2 separate regions of the Xenopus laevis genome follow, and region 2 is linked to region 1. The links are chromatin contacts, called in public Hi-C maps. All regions are on one chromosome and are shown on one strand. The core of a region is the stretch at or near the end of the contact, and the rest is flanking DNA. Distances in the headings are between cores, read along the strand shown.

The links. A called contact is a pair of places that touch in the nucleus more often than the background predicts.
Region 2: a Hi-C map of the XTC cell line shows a contact between it and region 1, with 3 times the contacts expected there. The contact joins the enhancer-like site here to the promoter of LOC108710233 in region 1. A contact is called at or near these places in 2 of 4 Hi-C or Micro-C datasets (the XL177 cell line and the XTC cell line).

What each region holds. Positions count from the first base shown.
Region 1 is chr3L:39,546,525-39,553,265 of Xenopus_laevis_v10.1, forward strand. It overlaps LOC108710233 (slit homolog 3 protein), which reads left to right and starts at 4,083. Exons shown (of 36, transcript XM_041586150.1): 1 at 4,083-4,822. The coding sequence starts at 4,647.
Region 2 is chr3L:39,744,643-39,751,459 of Xenopus_laevis_v10.1, forward strand. The region is part of intron 4 of LOC108710233 (slit homolog 3 protein); the gene reads left to right. Among protein-coding and RNA genes, the nearest start is that of LOC108710233, 200 kb to the left of the region's middle. Within about 2 kb of position 3,854, at least 1 of the 7 cell types and tissues checked has an H3K27ac peak or open chromatin away from gene starts, as enhancers often do.

The sequences.
Region 1 (6,741 bases), core at 2,833-5,332:
ATGCAGTTTGCTCTTCCTCTCTAATACTATATTATTCGGAGGCTTTTCATACTAAAATATATGCTGTTTGCTGCTCACCCAGGGAGCAATGTTTTAGCCAGTTGCCTGTATAGGAAGCAGCTCTCGCACTGTACTGTTAGTTGTGGGACAGCTGTCACCCAGATAATTGAGGGCAGATTCAGTGATCACCTATGAGCAGTCAGATAAAGCGAAAGAAGGCCACCAGCCTTGCCTGCTAAAGAGCCATTTGTTATCTGCTGTCATTCTAATGGAGACAAGGCAAAGCTCTGCCCCTCCTGATAAACCCGGATCCGTGTGAGACATCTGTCTCTTACTCTTGCAGACACCCGGTCACATAGGTGGGAGAGGAAATGATCACTTCTCCACCCCACAGCAACTGTGCCCAGAAGCACCGGCTACAATAAACTATTGAATCTTGAGTCACAGGGGATAGTTCACCCCAACAGCACAACTGGCTGCATATGACACGTGTGTCTTTATTATCTGCGCACAAGACAACAAAAATGCACTATTTAGAAAAAACAAAACAAATCCTTAGGCATTGTCTATACAATAAATGTTCTTGTAGAGCTCTTCTAACTGATTTTAATTATAGGGGGAATAAATAGGGGGGAGCCCCCCCCCCAAAAAAAGAAGATGTATTACGTCTGCTTCACCCTAAAAACCTCTTCAGCAATGATCCCCCCTATCCGACTCACTAGTGAAATGGATCTCAGATGTTTCCATCTGCCTAAAAGTCTTATGGGAGATCATCAGCTCCATTCAACTGCACCTCCCTTCAAATTCCTATGCAAAATGATCATTTTGATCCTGCACCAAACAGACAGAAAGCGAGGTGCCACTATGCAATTGGTCACATTTAATATGGAAATTAAATGTTGTTGTTCGCCTTTGAGTTAACTTGTAGGGGCCCATTCATTAAGTTCGAGTGAAGGAATAGAAGAAAAAATACATCGAATTTCGAAGTGTTTTTTTGGCTACTTCGACCATCGCATGGGCTACTTTGACTACGACTTTGAATCGAAGGATTCGAACTAAAAATCGTTCGACTATTCGACCATTCGATAGTCGAAGTACTGTCTCTTTAAGAAAAAACTTCGACCCCCTAGTTTGCCACCTAAAAGCTACCAAACTCAATGTTAGCCTATGGGGAAGGTCCCCATAGGCTTGGCTATCTTTTTTTGGTCGAAGGATAATCCTTCGATCGTTGGATTAAAATCCTTCGAATCGTTCGATTCGAAGGATTTAAAAGTTCGATCGAACTATTTGCGCAAAATCCTTTGACTTCGATATTCGAAGTCGAAGGATTTTCATTCCCCAGTCGAATATCGAGGGTTAATTAACCCTCAATATTTGACCCTTGATACATTTGCCCCTTAGTATGATGTAGAGAGTGTTATTCTGAGTCAATTTGCAATTGGTTTTCATCTTTTATTATTTGTGGTTTTTGAGTTATTTAGCTTTTTATTCCGCAGCGATATGGTTGCTAGGGTACAAAATCACCCTAGCAACCATGCACTGGTTTGAATAAGACTGCAATATGAATAGGAGAAGGCCTGGATAGAAAGATGAGTAATCCAATATATATAATTAATTAAAAAAAAGTACCAATAACAATACATTTGTAGCCTTAAAGTGCATTTGTTTTTTTTTTGTTTTTTTTAGATGGGGTCAGTGACCCCTATTTGAAAGCTGGAAAGAGAAGAAGGCAAATAATTCAAAAAATATAAAAAAAACAAAAAAAAAACAAGGCCAATTGAAACATTACTTAAAAATCTGCCATTCTATGACCTACTGAAGGTAAAGTTAAAGGTGAACTACCCCTTTAATTGCAAAAGAAGGAAACCAATGTGATAACCAGAGTATTGGCAGGAGGAGATCAGTTAGAAACAAATACAACGAAACCTCAATTTTCTGGTTTCCTGATTCCCTGATTTTAAGTTTTCCTTATTTTACTTTTTTTTTTTTGTGGTCCCACCAATATATAACATAATAAATATTACGTATACGGGTACAGGATCTATTATCCTGGAAACCTGTTATCCAGAAAGTTCTGAATTATGGAAAGGCCATCTCTCATAAGCTCCATTTCATGCAAAAAAATTTCTCTGTAATAATAAAACAGTAGCTTGTACTTGATCCAAACTAAGATATAATTAATCCTATTGGAAGCAAAATCAGCCTATTGGGTTTATTTCATGTTTACATGATTTTAAAGGGCTGGTTCACCTTTAAGTTAAACTTTAAATATATTATAGAACTGGCAATTCTAAGCAACTTTTGAATTGGCCTTTCGGATTTTCTTTTTTATAGTTTTCGAAATGATTTGCCTTCTTCTTCTTCTGACCCTTTCAAGCTTTCAAATGGGGGTCACTGACTCCATCTAAAAACAAATGCTCTGTAAGGCTACACATTTAGGGGCAGATTTACTAAGCTCGAGTCGATTTTCGAAGTTAAAAAAGTTTTCGAATTTCGAAGTAATTTTTTGAATACTTCAACCATCGAATAGGATACTACGCCTTCGAATTTACTTCGACTTCGGTTCGAAGTAAAAATCGTTCGAATATTCGACCATTCGATAATCGAAGTACTGCCTCTTTAAAAAAAAACTTCGACTTCATACTTCGCCAAATTAAAGCTACTGAAGTGCAATGTTAGCCTATGGGGACCTTCCACAGCACTTTTCTACGTTTTTTTTTTTGATCGAATAGAAGTCCTTTGATCGATCGATAAAATAGTTTGAATCGTTCGATTCGAACTATTTATTCGTTCGATCGTACGGTTTCTATTCGATCGTTCGAATACGTTAAAAACCTTCGACTTCAATATTCGAAGTCGAAGGGTTTCAATTCGAGAGTCGAATTTCGAAGTTTTTTTAACTTCGAAATTCGACCCTTAGTAAATCTGCCCCTTATTGTTGTTGCTATTTTTTATGACTCCTCTTTCTTATTCAGTCCCTCTCCTATTTGTATCCCAGTCTCTAACTCAAATCAATGCATGGTTACTGGGGTCATTTAGACCCTAGCCACTAGTGATGGGTGAATAAATTCACCTAGCACGAATTTGCGGGGGAAGATTTTTCTGTGAAAAGGTTCGAATTGCTCGATTTTATTGTGAAAAGGTTCGAATTGCTCGATTTTTTCGTAAAAACGTTCGAAGTGCTCGATTTTTTTTGTGGAAATGTTCAAATTCATCTATTTTTTGGTGAAAACTGTAGAATTTTACGTTTTTTTTGTAAAAACTGTAGAATTTCCCGATTTTATGGGGAACTTTCCGATTTCACTTTTTTTGCGCTAATTTTTTGCCGTTTTGCAAATTTTGCGGGAAATTCGCTAATTTTTTATATTTATGTAAGTGTGTGTGAGTATTTGAGAAGTTAAAGATCCTCCTCCTCTTCTCACCGTCGTGAAAAGTTCGAAGTGCTCGATTTTTTTGTGAAAATGCTCGAATTTCTCAATTTTTTTGTGAAAACGGTAGAATTTCACGTATTTTTCGTAAAAACAGTAGAATTTCACGATTTTTTTGTAAAAACGGTAGAATTTCACAATTGTTTCGGGAACTTTCCGATTTCACGTTTTTTTGCCAATTTTTCGCCGTTTCGTGAATTTTGCGGGAAATTCGCAAATTTTCCCGGCGAAGCGAAACGGGAGAGATTCGCCCATCACTACTAACCACTAAATGGCTGACATTGCAAAATGGAAAGCTGCTGAATAAAAAGCTAAATAACTCATTAATGAAAAATGAAAACCAATCGCAAATTGTCTCAGAATATCCCTCTCTACATCCTACTAAAAGTTAACTTAAAGGAGAACAACCCCTTTAAGGAATGATGATCCAAATTACGGATAGATCCATTATCCATTAAATCCCAGCTCCCGCACATTGTTGATAACAGGTCTCATATATATATATATATATATAAATAAATGTATAAAAATAAATATACAAGTAAGTGTGAGTATTTGAGAAGTTAAAGACCCTCCTCCTCCTCCTCCTCTCACCTTCCCCGTACTCTCGCTCAGCAGCGGGCTGCCCCGGGCGCTGAAGAATTCCCCTACGTCACTGGACGATTTGGCCAATCGCAAGAGGCGCTCTGATTTTGGAGGGGGCAGGAGTGAATTCATTTAGACTTTCTCACTCCGCGGAGGGAATGTAGCGCCAGGCGCCGGCAGAGCTTGAAAGTGAGTGGTAATAGGTCGGTAACAGCTCCGAGCCTCAGTCTCGCGTCCGGCAACGGGTGCAGCTCGGAAACAGCGACTCGGCATCTCTCGGACTCGTCCTTAGAATGCGGCGATACCGGCTGTGACCGCACGAGGGCAGCACATGCATGACTAGAACGTGTTCTCCTTTGCATCCCGTTGATTTCCTCTCTTTATTATACCTGTTTCACCCCCCAACTGGAATAGGAAAGAAGAATTGTTGTTTTGTTATTCTACTACTACTGCTACTACTTCTACTACTACAAGTGAGCAAGTTGCAAGGGAAAGTGCGGAGTGGGAATCTCTTGCTACTTCCCTCAGCACAAGCATGACATTGCAGTTGGTCTCTTTACATGCTGTTCCCCTTGGAGAGTGCTAAAGCCCAGCAGATTGAGTTGTGGAAGAGGGGACATTGCTGTGCCCATCATGCTGCCTCTTTACAGAGGGATCTTTTTGCCCTTGTGCCTCTGGAGTTTATTAACCTTTATTGCCCTGGTCAGTGGCTGCCCCAGCAAATGCACATGCTCTGGCCCTAATGTGGATTGTCATGGGCTCGGATTAAAGACTGTGCCAAAGGGGATCCCCAGGAATGCGGAGAGACTGTAAGTATCCATGCACCCTGTATGCTTGCTCATAATGGATATATGGAACCCCTTCTCTATTGCTAATTGTTCTTTTCTCTCTCTCCTTTTAAAATTAATGAATGTTTTATTCCTTTGATTTAAGCCTGAAATGATTACAAAGCCCTGTACATTTAATTAAAGGAACATAGGGGTTTTTTTTGTACAGGGAAGTAGTAGAACATAGTGGATGACTGAAGCTTAAAGCTTATTGCACCCTCAAAGTTTTTTAAAAAAAAATCCTGGCATATTTAGTGATATTTGGGAAGGCTTATTCTCCTTCCCCCCCCTCCTCAGCATTCAAGGGTCGGGGTTAGGGTGTTAAGAGTTATTATTTAGGGCGAGGAGTGGCCAGCCTGACAGCTATATTGTCAACATACAGGGCTGGTAAAGGATATCTTGGTTAAAGAAGGTTCTTGTCTGACTGGCTGCTGAGCATGGAAAGTGACACTACACAAGAGCCGAAGGAAAGGAGGTCATGCATACACCTAGTTTGCCTCATGCTGGAAACAATTTCTTCCTGAAATCAGTTTAAAAGGAAATTTATACCCCCGAACAATGTAGATCTCTATAAAAATATATTGCATAAAGCAGCTCATATGTAAAAACCGTGCTTCATGTACCATTTTCATAACAATATACTTTTCTATTAGTATGTGCCATTGGGTAATCCTAAATAGAAAATTGCCATTTTAAAAAAATATGGGCCGCCCCCCTGGCATCGTAAGATTCACGGTGCACACAAACATAAGAAACAAACCATACTCGTTAGGTCACAGGTGCCAATTAACAGAGTTCTGACTTTTGCTTCCACACTTCTTCCTGTTACACAGTTAGAGCTGCAGTATTTCTGGTCAGGTGATCTCTGAGGCAGCACACAGACCATCACAAAATGGTGGTTCAAGGCAAGAGATGTAAAAGGACAATATTTACTTAAATATATATACCAGTTTGTTAAGATTCTTTAATATTCCACTTAATATGATATAAACTGTTGCTTAAATATTCATTTTGGGGGTATAGTTTTCCTTTAAGGAAGATTCTATTGCTGAGCCAGTGAATGAGGTGCTGCCCAGAGGTGTAACTACAGAGGAAGCAGACCCAGCGGCTGCAGGGGGACCCAGGAAGTATAGGGGCCCAAAGAAGCCATAATTCATATACAATTTCAATAAATATTGGTAAAACAGCTCAATCTCTAGACATTTTGGGGGCCCGAAAAATAATTTGCTGTGGGGCCAAGTCATGTCTAGTTACACCACTGCTGATGCCCTTTCTATCTGCTCCCTTGTCTTGCACACTTTAATACTGTTCATTTTAGCTGTAAATAAAAACCCACATGAACCATTACTTGCCCCCCTGGTGTTGCTCTAACCCAGTGGTCCCCAACCAGTAGCTCGTGAGCAACATGTTGCTCTCCAATCCCTTGGATGTTGCTCCCAGTGGCCCAAAATCAGGTGATTATTTTTGAATTCCTGGCTTGGAGGCAAGTTTTGGTTGTATAAAAACCAGGAGTATTGCTAAACAGAATCTCCTGTAGGCTGTAAATCCACACAGGGGCTGCCAAATGGCCAATCAAAGCACTTATTTGGCACATCAAGAACATTTTTCATGCTTGTGTTGCTCCCCAACTCCTTTTACTTCTGAATGTTGCTCATCGGTTAAAAAGGTTGGGGATCCCTGCTCTAACCCAACTATTGGAATCTGAAAGTTCACCCCCCCTCCCAGCGTTCAGATCAATGATAAGTGACAACACATTTATCACAAGCATGAAAACACATGTACAAGCCTTATAACTATGTATTCATTCATTAGCATGTCAACGCACTTTGTACTGTGTGTGTTTTTTTTTCTTCTGCAGACAAAAAAAAAATCCACCTTGAAATTCAATGAGAGGAGGGAAT
Region 2 (6,817 bases), core at 2,604-5,103, 200 kb after region 1:
ACAAAATAGTTTCATTTGCAAAGATTAAAACATTTTTAAGCACATTAATAATAAAAAAAAAAGATGCAGAAAATGTGGCCCCATTAAAAAATGTAGGTATTATGGTTACAAATGTTGGTATACATAGAGCACATTCCATTTTTTTTTTTATTATTAAACTAAAACAATGCCACACTGAAAACTAATCTTGAGCTGTAAAATATAAAACAGTTTAATATTTATATATTTCTGACAGGTCCATGGAACTGTTTAACTATCTCCTGTTTCTTATTATAGAGGTGTAGTGTTTAACACGTGGGAAACTGTTTAACAAGGAAAATAAATCCTCTAAAGATGGGTTAGATATATATATATATAATAACTTTAACAAAGTTTATGGGGGTTATTTATTGAAGTCCAAATGCAAAAAACTTAAAAAAGTCCATTTTTTTTTTACTATAAAATCCAAATTCTTGGGTGGAAAAAAAACCTCGAATTTTTTGAGATTTGTTATACCTCGAGGATGCAAAAAGTCAGAATCCAAAGATCCGCCATCTCAGACATGCCGAGGTTGTATATAAGTCAAGGGAAGAAGTCCCTATCCAATTTGGAAGTTTCTGTGGTCTGCACATTAGCCCAAAAATGTCAGGCTTTTTGGTTAAAAATCAGAAAAATTAGGGCTTTTTCGGGGAAAAAAAGTGTAATATATAAATAAAACATTTTTATGGGAGGAAATCTCCTTGGTGCGCTTCCTTTTCTACAGAACAGAAGGTTGTAGCTGCCATTATATTGTAAAGGTTTGTAGTACGATGTAGTAGGACATCACAATTAAGATAGAGTTACAGTTAAAGTTGCCATTTGGTTACTTTTGGAAAGGATTTCATGATGGATTGCATACATTATTCTTCATGATATGTTTATGCCTTAAGTTTAGGTGATTTGTCTGTTGAACCCACACATTATTAATATACTATCCATTCTCTTGATGCTTCACGGGAAGTTGTAGTAGGTGTGAAAGAGTTTATTTGTAGTAGGAAAAGAGTTTTACATCAATACGGTGTCTGACTACAGGCCAGATGAGACTTGTCAGCTCTTGTGAATTATTCTGAGTTTATGCTTTCAGGAATTTTATTTAATATTTCACAGGCAATTTTATAAATTCCAACTATCTTTATAACACACTGTTTATTTCAATAAATCAGGTGCTGAGAACAAAATGTCCTACTCTTCTGTAAACAAAAGGCTGACAGTTCATGCAAACGTTTTTTCACAAGCCGCACTTTTAAAAGAAAATGACATTCAAAGGAATACTTTAATCACTAAATTTCCATTTTCCATATGTTTCTTTTTCTTATAAACTCCCAAATAATGGGCCAGATTCAATTTAGTGAGAAAATGTTATCTGGTGTTTTACCAAGTGAAAACTCAAGAACGAGATTCAATTCGAGGAGATAAAACTTCTTAGTTCCACTTTTTCCCTTAGTCTTCAATAGAGTTTTTTTTTCTCACTAACTTGAATCAAGCCCAGTGTTGGAATTTATTCTATCACTGAATATATCCAGTTTTCAAAAATTCCACTTTCTAAAAAATGCAGAAATCTTTCCATTGCGTGTTTCATGATCTTTTCACTAAAAATTCAGATTTTATACTTAAATTTTTTTTTTCCGGGTTTTTGGCATTCGGAGTTTAGTAAATAAACCCTGTATGTGATCGATCAATGACCTTTAGTGGCCAGCCGTACAGTTTGGGAACCACTGCCCCAGGGAGTATAAAGATATGTGCTAGGGACTTATTTAGCTATCGAGCCTGGATCATTAGCATATAAATAAATATAATTTGCTGCATGAATATGTAACAATATAATATTTCAGTGTTTGAAAAAATAATAATAGAAAGGTGATAATAAATGGTACAAGTTGTTGCCAAAATGTGTTAACTCACCAGAGATAGACATGTGCTTTCAGGAGTCACACACCGTATATCACAGAGAGCCTGTCAACACCAACCTAGCCACTTCTCTTCCTTCACATTTACAGGCACCTCGTAAAATTCACGCCTATAAGGGGATAAGGCCACAACATCAGTGCCTACTTCAAAATAACAGAACATGATCTAAATGTTTAAGTGGTTGAATGCAATGCTGTTTCCCAGCAGATGTATATCCTAAATGGATGTGACGGGCTCTTAGTTCTGGGACGCGGCGACACGAAATAGTCTGTTTCTGAATCTGAAGAATAATGGTATTCAATAATATTGCAAAATAGACAATTAATGGCTTTATGTTACTTATTTAACACTGTACGTGGGCAATGGTATTCTCTGCTAGCACCCTGTAACCCTATCTGGAAATCTAATGCACAGGTTTAAAGAGAAAAAATGAGCACTTTTTGCATATATACAGAGAATTTGCATCACTGCTTTCTGGGCACTTTAACTAGTCTGCTTCTGGTAACAACAATTCCATTGGAAGGGCCTTTCCTTTTGCTTTTCCACCTTTCCATAGATTTCTGCCTCCTTGTCATAGGCAGCAAAATGATTAGATTTAGAGAGATTCTCATGTAGATTTTAGAAAGAACTTCTTTTGGTTAGACTGTTTTTAGACTTGCCCAAGGCCTCTGGAAGTCTTCTCCAGGAAGTGTAAGCCGGGGCCCAAAGGGATACTATATTTTAGTGGTGCCATCTCAGGGACCAAGGTTAAAGTCCAATAATACAAGCCTTACTTCCAAAGGAGTTTACATCCCATTAAGAATCAGGCCCGGATTTGTGGAAAGGCCACCTAGGCCCGGGCCTAGGGCGGCAGGATTTTAGGGGGGCGGCATGCTGCCGAACCACACCCACATTGGTTCAAAAACACTGGGAATGCGCTCCATGGAGATACAATCATTTTTTAATTTTTCTGTGCACCAATCCCCATTACTCCAGTCCAGATGATGAAAGGGTAAGGGACAGGGGGCGACGAACGGCAGTGGGCCTAGGGGCGCCCACTATGTAAATCCGGCCTTGTTAAGAATAACAGACAGGCCAACTTCTGGAACTGTGCATTGACCTGCCCTGTGCAACGACATTTCTGATACCTACTATGAAGCTAGTTTATTGAATTTACAAATGTATATATTTCTTCACTCTTTTGTCAAACAGACCATCAAAAATAAGAAAAGCCATAAAGATCCAATTTATTTAGAACTAAAGATAAAGTGGCAGAATTATTGGGGGGAGGAGGTGCAAAAAGATTATTCCACATTCTGGAGGGTGGAGAGAATGTATATCTTCATTGGCCGATTCTGTTAATTCTTTTAAGAGTGGCTTGGATGATTTTTTGGACAGACATAATATCAAAGGCTATTGTAATACTAAACACTATAGTTAGTATAGATATGGGTATATAGAATTTATGTGAGAGTAGGGAGGGGTGTGTGTATGGATGCTGGGTTTTCATTTGGAGGGGTTGGACTTGATGGACATTGTCTTTTTTTAACCCGATTTAACTATGAAACTATGTAACTATATTTAGGGGCTGTGAAAAATTGGAACTGCAGTAAAAGTTGGAACTGCTGGCAAGATTTTTGGGGGGCTATGGCCTACATAGTCATAATGCCTGTGCTAGAGTCCAGCGCAGATCCATTTTTTAGAATCCGCAACCAGCATTTTTACCCGTTCCGACCCGCTACCCGATCCGCAAGTACCTTATCCGCAACCTGGACCCGCGACCCGCTGACCATCAAGAATCAGGTTGTGCTGTCATTGTAAACCAGAAGTGACATCATCGGAAGTAGGCGTGAGCAGAAATAAGGAGTAAAAATCACTATTGAGAAAACCCGCGGCCCAACCCGTGACCCGCAAACCCACAGAACCGCCGACCCGCGTTTATAACCGCACCTGGAACTTCTACCCACAACCCGCAGGGTACCGCAGTTTTTCATGGGTACCCAACCCACTGCAGACCCTGTGCCTGGGGGCAGGGAGTGTGACTATTTGAGGGCGAAGCCCCATGGTGTCTGTCAGGAGGTCATTAGTGAAGCAGAAATGCTGCAAGGAGATACCCCAGGTGGTAAAGATGATTGGGAGGAAGCATAAGGGGGCGTTCCAGTGCAAATTTCGAATCAGGGCAAAAGGCACTAGTTATGTTACTCATGAGAAAAAAAATGTACCCTGCTGTGAAGTGGCAAATTATATTGTATGAATTAAGAATTTGCATTTCTATAAACATTGGAGTAAAAAAAATATTTGTATATTTTAGCCATTAAAAAAAGTCTGTGTATTTATATGTGTGTGTATATATATATATATATATATATATATATATATATATATATATATATATATATATATATATATATATTTATACATGTTATCAAAAAATCTTGTCTGCACTAATCTGTAAAGAACAGTATGAGTGGTAAAAAATACTCTCATGTCATATAAATAAATATAAATAAGACTGCCCTTGCTTGCTTCTCCTAAAGCCTGTAGGTTAGACTTGTGTTGTGACAGTACGCCATTGATTGTTTAGACTGTGCCATTTAAGTGTGGCCATGGGCAGGGTTTAAGGGCAAGAAGAATAAACAGTTTGGAGTAGCTTTATAAATATCCTTTAAGTGTTTACACCGATGGCCAATTTGGTGCTTTTGAAAATACTAATGAGAATGACTTTCAAGTTGTCAGCCAAGAGTTTGCTAAGTGCGATAAAAGGCTGTCTAATCCATCCACTGGCCACTTGTGTCTGATGGCACAACAGCATTTACAGCGTCTGACATTATGCATAGTTGTAGGTCACTGGTCTGTTAAGAGTTAAAGCCCTGGTTTTTAGACATTTGAAATTTCAGATGTAGACCGACTTCAGAAAGGTCAACAATTTGAGCAAAGGATATATCTAGTAACTAGACATGTATTGTTAGTAAATGATTATTTTTACAGGGTGGCAGGGTTACATAAATAGAACATTTGGAGACATTCTTCGAGCTTGACATTATGTTTTGAAACACCTCATCTACTGGAATTACTTTACAACTGTAAATTAGAATAATTTACAAAACAGCAATCTCTATAAATGATTTGTTCCCAGACTGTGGGGGTTGGCCCCCTTGGGGAGGGGGGATACGACACGATGTACAGGATAGGGGGACTTTTTAGATGACCAATATGAATGAGACGGCACAAACTTCCAACAAGAGCTCGGACTCAGAGCCCTTCCCCCGCAAAAGAACTTCCAAGGGTCAAGGTGCGCACTTCAACTTTATGGCCACAATCAACCAGCCACCCTCTTGCCCGCCAGTCCTCCCTCCTGCCCTTTCTTTCACCCACCCATTTTCTTTCCCACCCTCTAGACTGCACGCCGTCCCTCTCACCCGCCCATCCTCCCTTCCCTCGCCATCCCATCTTCCCTCGCCCGCCCATCCGCCCTTCCCTCGCCATCCCATCTTCCCTCCCCCTCGCCCGCCCATCCTCTCTTCCCTCACCATCACATCTGCCCTCCCTCTCTCCAGCCCATCCTCCCTCCCTCTCGCCTACCTATCCTCCCTCTCACCTACCTATCCTCCCTGCTATTATGTAGAATTGATACCTGCTATGTAGAATAGATACAGGTGTGGGACCTGTTAACCAGGGGTTTTCTGGATAATGGATCGTTCCGGTAATTTGGATCTTCATACCTTAAGTCTAATAGAAAATCATGTAAAGATTAAATAAACTCAATAGGCTGGTTTTGCTTCCAATAAGGATTACTCATCTTAGTTTGGATCAAGTACAATGTACTGTTTTATTACTATGCAGAAAAGGAAAGTTATTATAAGAAATTCGAATTATTTGGATAGAATGTAGTCTATGGGAGAAGGCCTTTCCATAATTCGGAGCTTTCTGGAAATATCCGTTATCTAGAAAACCCCAAGTTTTCTGGATAACAGATCCCCATATCTGTATAAGGTACTGTTTTATTACTACAGAGAAATCATTTTTATAAATTTGGCCCCCTCATTATACTGATTGCAGAACGCCCACGAGACAAGTCATTTTTGTAATACTGATATTATACAATGTTGTGTTCCATTTGCATTGTTTATCACCTTTTATAAACAAAAACAAAAATATAAGTTAATAAAAATTCAGTCTATAGGAGACGGCCTTCCCATAATTTGGAGCTTTCTGGATAACGGGTTTCCGGATAACAGATCCCATATAGAAAGAGAATTGTATTTGCTCTCTGCAAGCTCCTACTTCTTATTTCACTGTATATTTAAAGGCTCACTGTATTATAACATAAATATTTTTGAATCCTTGGTATATTAGAATATATTAACTGGTTTTTTTTTTCACCCCCATATACATACAAGCAGGCAAATAATGGCTATGGGAATGACTATCCTGCTGTTCAGTCCATCTATTGGTGCAAGTCCCAGCATTCCTTTGTACTATAGCCATTTGTCACCTAAGAGCCACATTGCACCACTGATATGTACACACGGCTATCTGCCACAATTGCAATCGTAACACATAACATGAATGATCTTTAGATACAGCACAGAATACATTCCCCACATTTCCATATTCTTTTTTTTTTTTTTGTGGCCATCATAAAAATCCATCTTGTCACTTCCCGCAGTGGATAAAGCAGAGCTTCAAGCTGTCCCGAGATGCATTGATTTTTAATTCAGTGACAGCTAGAGGGTCGCAATGCAGAAACCCTGGCATGTCGTGTATATATGTTTGTAAAGTCGCTGTGCTGCATTGCACAATGTGTTGACACAGTGTAAATAAATGATAACCAAGATTAAGTTCAGTACGCGAGAATACATTATGCAGACATTTATTATTCCCCGTGGATCACAATCCCTGGCTATAAAAA